Linked DNA regions of Mus musculus: region 2 is linked to region 1. A link is a contact called in public HiChIP or PLAC-seq data. All regions are on one chromosome and are shown on one strand. Each heading gives the region's core, a stretch centred on a gene start, on an enhancer-like site or on the middle of the called end of the contact. The rest is flanking DNA. Distances are from core to core; before and after follow the strand shown. Region 1 holds the start of Col8a1 (collagen, type VIII, alpha 1). Region 2 overlaps Col8a1 (collagen, type VIII, alpha 1).

Evidence for each region. HiChIP or PLAC-seq counts read pairs in DNA pulled down with a chosen protein or histone mark.
Region 2: an H3K27ac HiChIP or PLAC-seq map of cardiomyocytes shows a contact between it and region 1, with 20 times the contacts expected there. The contact joins the enhancer-like site here to the promoter of Col8a1 in region 1. A contact is called at or near these places in 9 of 39 promoter capture datasets (the 3T3-L1 cell line, 3T3-L1-derived adipocytes, HPC-7-derived erythroid cells and 5 more), 15 of 484 Hi-C or Micro-C datasets (the 3T3-L1 cell line, the C2C12 cell line, the HL-1 cell line and 8 more), 7 of 115 datasets of contacts at active chromatin or transcription factors (the NIH/3T3 cell line, cardiomyocytes, a colorectal cancer cell line and 4 more) and 1 of 9 other capture datasets (embryonic stem cells).

The regions. Positions count from the first base shown.
Region 1 is chr16:57,752,607-57,757,208 of GRCm38.p6, forward strand. It overlaps Col8a1 (collagen, type VIII, alpha 1), which reads right to left and starts at 2,131. Exons shown (of 4, transcript NM_007739.2): 1 at 2,034-2,131.
Region 2 is chr16:57,632,387-57,636,988 of GRCm38.p6, forward strand. It overlaps Col8a1 (collagen, type VIII, alpha 1), which reads right to left. Exons shown (of 4, transcript NM_007739.2): 3 at 1-255. The coding sequence starts at 252. Among named protein-coding and RNA genes, the nearest start is that of Gm51269, 24 kb to the left of the region's middle. Within about 2 kb of position 1,980, at least 6 of the 459 cell types and tissues checked have an H3K27ac peak or open chromatin away from gene starts, as enhancers often do.

The DNA.
Region 1 (4,602 bases), core at 881-3,380:
TTTGACTGGTAATGCCCCCTGGGAAGGTTAGATCATGAACAGTCTGAGATGATCTCACCCACTTAGTTAAGGGGGTTGAACCTCATGACACATATACTGTTAAACTGTTCATAGCTGCTCCGTTCAGACAGTCAGGGAGAGCAGAAGCAAACCTTCAGAGAACAATTATAAGTCTCAAATTTAGCTTGAACAGAGTTCTATAATGTAAGCTTTTGGCCCTTAGGGCTGATAACTTTGACAGAGGAGGTTTTTGGAGGAAATTATAATCTTTTCTCACTGATGGGGCTGAGCAGGACTCAAGTATTACCTTAAAGGAGGAATTAACTTGAATGAACCCAACATTTGGGTTGGCCTTGTTTCATACCTGCACCTTCCATGGCTCATTACTCTTGTTAGCTAGAGAGCCAGCAGACTGCACTGTGGATGGAGATAAGGGGATTTGAAGATGCACAGGTCACATATTATATTGGCCAATAGTAATTTTATATCATTTTCTGAAAGGAAACCACATTCTCTGCAGTATTTTTCCACTGGGGGGAAAAACTGCAACGTGGGGGAAATGGTTCATAAGTAACTTGAATAATTTTATGCTAGCCCTTTCATGCTAAACAGTGTTTAATATTTTTACATTTCTTTTGATATATAAAAGATAAAGAGAATTTGGAAAAGCCCAAGCCACTTGTCTAAGTGTGTGATTTATTTCAGTTTTAGACCTACAGTGAAATTTCCCATTTGAAACAGCACACAACCAACAGGCATGAAGATGTGAATGGCTCTCTCCCCTTAAGAACCTTAAGGACTAAAGCGCTGCTTTGGTTTCTTGACTGGCAGCCTGGGCTTGTCTCCTCCAAGAGCAGCTTCTGCAGTTGCCCAGATGGAACATTTGAAGAGGGCTTTTCTCCCACATGAGAGCCTTTCATCCCACAAAACCCACAGAATATGGTAGCAAACTTGATGGCACAAGAGTCTGATTTTTATTTATTTTTCCAAAGTAGCTGTCAGGTTTGCTTCTCCTCACACAGGTGCACAGCACTCTGGAGAAGAAGAACAGATCAACCCCCAACCCACCTACCACAACCACTTCCCCAAACCACCCCTACACACATCCAAGGTCTCTTCCCCACTGCAGAGCTCTGGGGGAGTCAGTCAATAACCAGGCACTCGCTTGAGGAGGGCAGAGGGGACGGTGAGGATGAAAACCTTCCATCTGAAGTCTTTCTGGCTGATCTCGCTATACATCAGTCAGTTGTACACAGAAGAATTGTGCAATCTGACCGGCGTGCTTTCTGAGAAACATATTGAAACACTTCGTGTTTGAGGTGTGTATAGGCATCACAGAGTTCTCATACACTCTCAGTCTCCACACAAGACTCCTTTTAGGCTGTACTGGAAAGGTAGCCCAGCAGTGGCTCATCCTGCCCCAGCTTGTAAACTGGGATTTGTACTTTCCTATCTTCCAGTCACCTGATTACTGTCCCCGGGCAAAGGGCACTCGTTCACATCATTTTTTCCGAGCAGTTAAACCTGGAAAGATACTTCTTAAAGGACTCACAGAAGTTGTCTTGGGGGTTTGGAAAACATCACAAAATCAGCAGCCGACCTTTTGACTGTGCTATTTTTAGAGAAGTAATTGTGCTCCTTTAAAGTGCATTTTTTTTTGACAATGGGACAGATTCCCCTGCCCTTACTGATATGTGAACTATTTACAATTAAAAACACAAGCATAATACCGCAAACAGATACATTTAACCTCAGAAGCAGTCAGACAGACGGGGCACGCGGGGAGGGGGGGCAGTGTGACTTAAAAAGAGAAAAGATTTTTGTAATAGAAATGCTGTTGTTTCTGCCAAAAAGGAATTTTTATTTTACTGTTCAAACAGAAGTTTGTTTTCAAACCAGTTGCTAGTTAAGAAGCTCACTGTTCATTACAGCATCCTTATGAATCAACTCTAAGTAAAAGGCGTTGACCAGCAGGGACTCACTCCAGGCAGCAACCCCCTGCAAGTCAGCAGCCCTGACAAGGGTTATCTTACCTTGAGCACGTCAGATCTGGGAGACAGGGACTCGGGCTCCCACGGAGAGGACCGTGGAAGGGCTCTGATCCTCTGTGCTCTGCGGGTAACTTGCACTTGGCTTTTATGGACAGGTGGGCGGAGCTGTTCCTCACAGTAGGTGGGCAGGGATTGAGCGGGGGCGGCGGGCGGGCTGCCCCCGTGGAGCTGGACACTTGTCTGGGGAGGGGCAGAAAGGGTAGAGCCCGAGTTTTTAGGAGTGGGGAGAGCCAGGGACTTTGGAGGGCGGCGGAGTAAATAGACAGGAGTGGAGACGAATGAGGGAGAGTAGAGAAAGGCAGAGACCACAGAAGGGAAAGGTTGGGGAAGAAATGAATGGGGCTTGGGGACGGGAAGCTAAAGTAAAGGTAGGGGAAGAGAGAGAGATAGGGATTTGATTCTGGAAGATGAAATGGGTACTGGATTATTTTTCGGTTTTGTGTGACATTTTTGGCAGCGAGAGGAACCTGGGCGACTGTCAATAACAAAGGTGTTTTCTCTGTGATCGAAAAGCCAAGTAACCGCCCAAGAGAACTGACGGGTTTGGAAGCGAGGTAGAGGCGAGGAAGATGGGCTTCTGGAAAAGGGTGGAGGACAAGCCCGGTGAGCCCAGACAGTGGTGGGAGGGGATCGTCCCAGGGAGCCCCAGGCGCCCTGCCTCTGGGAGCTGACTGCTGCAGCCTGGCCCACCCCACCTCACTCCTGCCAGCCTCCTTCCACAGACAGTTCTAAGCGTGCAACATCCAGGCAGCTCCAGAGGCTGGAGCAGCTGTGAGGTCCATCTGCGGAGACAGCTCCGCACCAGCTCGTCCCTTCAGCATCAACATCTGCTTATGTAACACAGGATGCTAGGGCTCGCTGTCCTCTGGTTATTTTCGGTATTAAAAAAAAAATCTCTCCTAGCTAGCAACTGAAAAATGTTCGGTGTCATAGCTCTCTCCACTTGTCGTAGGCATAGAGAGGATTTAACCAACAAGTGCGAAGGGTCATGCTGAAGTTATTAAAAAATGTATTCAGAGAAAGAAAAATAAGGTCCTTTCGCTGCTGAGCGGTGACTCACTTCCCAGCCCAAGCTACAGTTTTGCCACCAAAGAAATCAAAGCATTTGAAAGGAGGACTTGAGACTCAGAGATGGGAAATGGGAGTCGGATAGATGCCTTGGAGAAGAGGGAATGACCTTGCTCACCGAGTACACACACACACACACACACACACACACACACACACACACACACACACGATCTTAAGCCATGCTGTGCTGTTTTCTGTCTTGTTTTCTAGCTAGCTCAAGCTGGCAACAGGCTAAGCTAGGCAGTTTAAAAACTCCTGCACTCCTTAGTGTGCCTGGAGAGTGTGCATTGTTCTGAGGACCCGCGCAGGGGCTTGAAAACTGTTCAGTAGTATCCCTCAGCCTCTCCTCCACAGGATGCCAGAGGACCACTAGCCCAGCAGTCTCCTTCTGCTAGGTGTGGAAAAAAAATGGCCTTGGACTTAGCCATAGGATACTGAAGGGCAAAAAACCTCTCCACTAAGAAAGAGCCACTGGCCTAGTAAAGGTCCACAGTATAAAAAAGAATTTTCAAAGAATCTATTAAGAAAATAGTAGTGCGTGCCACTGGGATAATAATAATACCTGCCACCACATGTGCTAAGTTTACACTGGACTTAGTTTTTTACAGACTCACTCCCATCTGTCTGCCTGGAGAGCCCAGAGCCTCAACTGATGGTTCCTTTGTAAGAATTCCAAGCTTAGCTCGAATGGATAGGCTTGGAAGTCAACATGCAAAAACCGATGCGATTCAGAGAGGGAGGATGGTGAAGAGTCATTAGACAAAATGGAAACATTTTAATTTTCATCAAGATACAAATTTGACATCATATGTGTGTGCGTGTATATACATATATATGTGTGTGGGTATATATCTATATCTATCTACCTTCTATCATCTATCTATCTATCTATCTATCTATCTATCTATCTATCTATCTATCTATCTATATCTATCTATCATCTATCTAATGCATATATATAAGTGTGTGTGTGTGTGTGTGTGTGTGTGTGTGTGTGTTTCCCTGGACCTCCTAATCAGCTTTATTCAGGAAAGTCACTGGCTCTAACAAGCCATACCTATTGGTTTACTAGCCAGGAAAATATAAATGCTCAGTAAATGTCACCTGGCCCAATGGAATAAATTGTTCTGATGAGTGTGAACATATGGATGACGAGCAGCAGTTGTTCAATTAATGGATGAATGGAGAATGAAGAAGGCTAAAACTTTCATGTGAACGCTTTTGTTCATTTACTAGTTAGTTGTTGCCTCTCTTTTTCTTTTCTGATTCAGTTTTCCTTCCTAAATAGTATATCTTTTAGGGATGTGTCCAGATCCATTAAGTGAAGTCTACAACATGAATAATAACCTTCGTTACCAGAACTGAAAATTAAGACTACATTATTTGTCTTGGGGCTGAACCATGAAACCAAATATGATTTTATAGGCATAGTGTTACTTCTTACGAGTCTTTAATTTAGTAAGGAAATGTATTCTGAGCA
Region 2 (4,602 bases), core at 730-3,229, 120 kb before region 1:
TGGGTACTCTTTGCCATACTGCATGTGAGGCATCTCCTTGCCCATGGAAAGGCCATCTTTGCCCAAAGGCATGTGAGGGACTTGCTGGCCCAAGGGCTGGTACTGTGGAATTTGTGGTGGTATCTGAGGAGGGATTTGAGGTGGCAGAGGCTTGATTCCATAGTAGGCACCGGCCTGAATGAGTCTGACAGAGTTCAGGGAAATGATGAACAGTATTCCCAGCAGCTGTAGAGGCCTGGGTGGCACAGCCATCACCTGTGGAGAAGGAACACACCAACACAGTGAGCACCTCCAGGCCAAGGGGCCGCTCTCTGTTTAGAGACAGAAGAGTTAGGGGACGTGGAGAAACCCACAGTCTCCACTGTCAGAAAGTCACAAGAGAAAAGACCTTAAAGTGAAGATGCTACCTGCCTGACACTGTTACTGAGGTTATGGAGCACTCACAAAAAGGGACCTATCATGACTGCACTCTGGACGACCCCACAAGCAGCTGAAAGAGTCAGATTTGCACACAATGGACAGAAGCAGCTGACCCCTGTTGTTGAATTAGGGAAAGGCTGGAAGAAGCTGAGGAGGAGGACCACCTTGTAGGAGGACCAGCAGTCTCAATTAATCTGTACCCTGGAGATCTCTCAAACACTGGACCACCAAACAGACAGCATACACCAGCTGATATGAGGCCCCCAACACACATATAGTAGAGGACTGCCAGGTCTATGTTCAATCAGAGTTGATGCACCTAACCCTCAAGAGACTGGAGGCCCCAGGGAGTTTAGAGGTCAGGTGGGGTGGGGGTGGGGGTGGGGACATCCATGTGGAGACACGGGGGTGAGTAGGAAGGAGGTATGGGATGTGGGACAGTCGGAGGGTGGACTGGGAGGGGAAATAAAATCCAGAGTGTAAAATAAATAAATGAATACATAAAAGACAAAAAAAAAAGAATTATAACAAATGCCAGAAGAGTGGAATCTGTCAAATGAAAGCAATTATTAATTATTGGAATATAATCTAGAGATTGATAGTTTCTCCAAATACCAATTCTTCAAATTTCCCATAATGTCAGAAAACCTGATTTGTAGCTTGGGATAAAACAATGAAGACACTCAGGTAGGTGTGGTGATATGAACGAGTTTTGTCAACTGAATATCATTGTACTAGATGCTCCTTCCTGTAAGGTCCCCTGGAGGCAGTGAGCAAGCTTTTTCCTTTCTGCATCCTTGCTGGCTGGAATGCTGATATATTGCCTGGAAATGGACCAGGACCCTGGGGCCATTTTATAAAAGCTATGCATTGAGGACTGTAAAGCCCTGGTTGATCATGTAGGAGCTACGTCAAAATTTGGAAGAGAGAATTTGAGTTTTATTTCTTTAACTCATTGTTCAATGGGGGCAGTCTTCCAACTGGGTAGCACTTTAAAATGGAAACAGTTAAAATGTATAGGTTATGACAGGAGATGAGATTGCCCACCTACTAAATGCTTTTCTGGATGCTTACATTTGTCATAAATACATATAAATATGAATGTACAATAAGTGTAACAGCAATACCAAAAACTACAAAGAGCATTTCATTTGATAATGCCAGAAAGTCATAGTAAAAACTACTATCATAATTGTGCACTTTTTCCTACTATTAGAATACTATGAAGTAACTGGTTCAGAATTTGGCTAACTGCACTGAGAGTCCATTAAAGTTTATCTTTGCAGTTTTATGAAGCGAAGGGAGTTTACAAAGTAAATTAATTGCATAAATAAGATACAGGGAGATGACTGTATAGTTCTTCTGACTAGTCACAAGAACAATCTGTTTCTAAGCTATTTAATGGTTCTCTTTGCAAGTCAACAGTTAACTGAATAAATATAAATGGGTTTTATCTGTTTATAAAAATCAGCCTGAGGAGACCTCTGCTTGGTAATACTCTAGGCTGGAGACCAGTTCAGAAAAATGCAATGTGGGAAAATGGACACCAGAGGGCAGGCATGACACACTTGGAAGTCTGGTGCTCCCCGCCTCCACCGTCCACCGGTTGAACTCGAACTACTTCTGAGTAGCTGCTGTAAACTCACACCTTATTAAAGGACTCATTAAAAATTAGAGAGTGTCACAATGCTGGAGAATGAGACGTAGCAAGAGCCTCACAATCTTTAATGCAACTATTTCCTGGAATGCCTCAAAAAGACGTGTGTACAAGCATTTAAGTTCCCTCCCCAGGAGAGCTTTTCTTTATAATCCTGCCTAACTTAATTGTGGATCATAGCATCCTGATTTTTTTTTTTTTTTTTTTTTAGAAAATCTGTGTTGAATTTGTGACATCCTATTGAAGGGTAACTCCAAAAGTCTGAACAGAATACAAAAGGATTGGTTAATTAAATAGAAAAAGGAAAAAAAATTAAAGTGAATCCTTACCAGAAAATTCATTGCTTTCCCGTTTTTCCAAATATACAAATGAATGGTTTTTTTCCTTTAGGGAATTAGTGACGTAACATTAGTCATGAAAATGATTTATAAAGCATTCTCTGTGATGCAATCATCATGGTTACAAGGAAGAGCTGTTTATTTTAAGCAAACGAATAATAAATGTGTTGGTAAGAGGGAGCAGTCAGAACGTTGCTCGTTTCTGTCCCTCTAAATGATTAAGTGCTTACTAGAAACCATTGGGAAAGAGCCAGAAAATGAATACTGATTTATTTTTATGAATATTAACTTATTTCTGGTGTACATGAACATCTATGGTAAAAGTTCAACTGGCCTTTCTTTATTAAATCCCTATCAGAAGTCATGCTAGGCCCACCCGAGAATGCAAGGTTGAATATAGCGTGGTCAGTGAGTTCGGGTCTCAGGGAGCTACACGGTTGTACTGGAAATGATACATGTGTGCACCTTTAAGGAGTAGCAAAAGACAGAGGAAAAAAAAACATGTTTCCTCATCAACTCCTGTTCTTTAAAATCCCTTATTTTTGAAGCAGCAACTTTGCTCATTGCTTCATCATGTTTTTTTGTTTGTTTTTGTTTTTCTGCCCAGAAACAGTTTACAAACATATAGCGCAAGACAAACTTCTTTAAAACATAAATGTAACATACTAGACACACTCTTGGTCCCCCAGCCCCCCACCAAGACTGGTTGTTTGTCTTTATTTTTTTTCCAGATATGAATAGTTAAACAAGTCCCATTCAGCTCTTCCTCTGTTACCAGTAGGTCTTAGTTTTTTACATCCCTTCTGATTTTAGTATTCGATACCTTTAAGGTATTCACCAGTGATCTGAAAGTGTTAATTCATACCAGAAATGCGGTAATACCTACTGACATAGTAGCTAGCTAGGCACTTCATTCGGATGTAATTCTGCCTTTTGAGGTGAACGGATTCCATTATCGAACCTTAAACATGTGGTACTGTCTTTAGGAATAGACTTAGATGCTTGGCTTTTGCCTTTCCAGCAACACACTTGATGTGCTGTTTACACTTAAATAGTCTTTAAGCCAGGACACACTTGTGAAATGCTAAAAAACCGGAGAGGGAACAAGATGCCTAAAAGCCCAGGTGAATCCCAAGGGCTCAGCAGGACCCAGCTTCCCTCACACTACTTCCTTTCACTGGCTTGGCCTTCCTCTCTCTCAAACCACCTCATCCAGTCGGCCTTCTACCATTTCTTTGGCTCTTTGTTTAAGTAAACTTTGCTCAGTTTTAACTTGAAAATTTATGGAGGAATTTACCGCTTGACTTATCCCTATTAATTTCCTTCTGGTCCCTGAGGAGAGGTTTGGTGGTCAACGTGGTATCGTGGTTCTTTCACATCATTCAAAGAATATCAGAAGCGCTACAGAAGGGAAACACCTACGGGGAAGAAGCAGTCTTAGAAAGACGCCATGGTAGTGGGTGCCCGCGCCACTCTTCCTTTTCTGAAGAGCACAATATGCTGTGCTTTTTCTCTGCTATTTTCCTTGCTTTGTAGTTGTTTTATGATTGGTGTGTGTGTGTGTATGTGTGTGTGTTACATGACGATAAGAATATTTAATGGGTGTAGAGATGTAGACAAGGCATCTCCGCCAGCTGGGTAGACTAGTTACCGCTCTCATGCCATATGCCATACGCTCTAGAACTCAAAAAACTTACTTTTAAGTAAGCTCTGCACTTCTCCATACCTAGGTCCCTCATCTCCGCTGGGTCTCAGTTCTCTCACCCATGACACAGAAATGACAATCTCTGCCCACTCCTCAGAGCTGTGACAGACAATAATATGAATTCTGTGTTAGCTGAAAAGTACCGTTTAGATGTAAGGTATGGAGCACAGCCAAAAAGGCAAATCAAAACCAACTGAGACTTTCAAAAGAAGACAAAGCAAGAGTGAGATTAACTGCAATAGTGATAAATGTAAACCGAATAAAGCAAACCAACAACAACAAACAACAACAAAAGACCTGTTGAACGAATGCTGCCCTTTATCTTGTCAGAATTGCCAATCCCCATCTCTTTGAAAAGCTTCCTGAATGTTTCCTGTAGTTGGACAAGGTTGGAAGGAGATCTCGTTTCCTCCATGTATGATATACACACCAGACTAACATGACACATATTATTTTAGATGCTGTGAACAAACCTTTTGTCT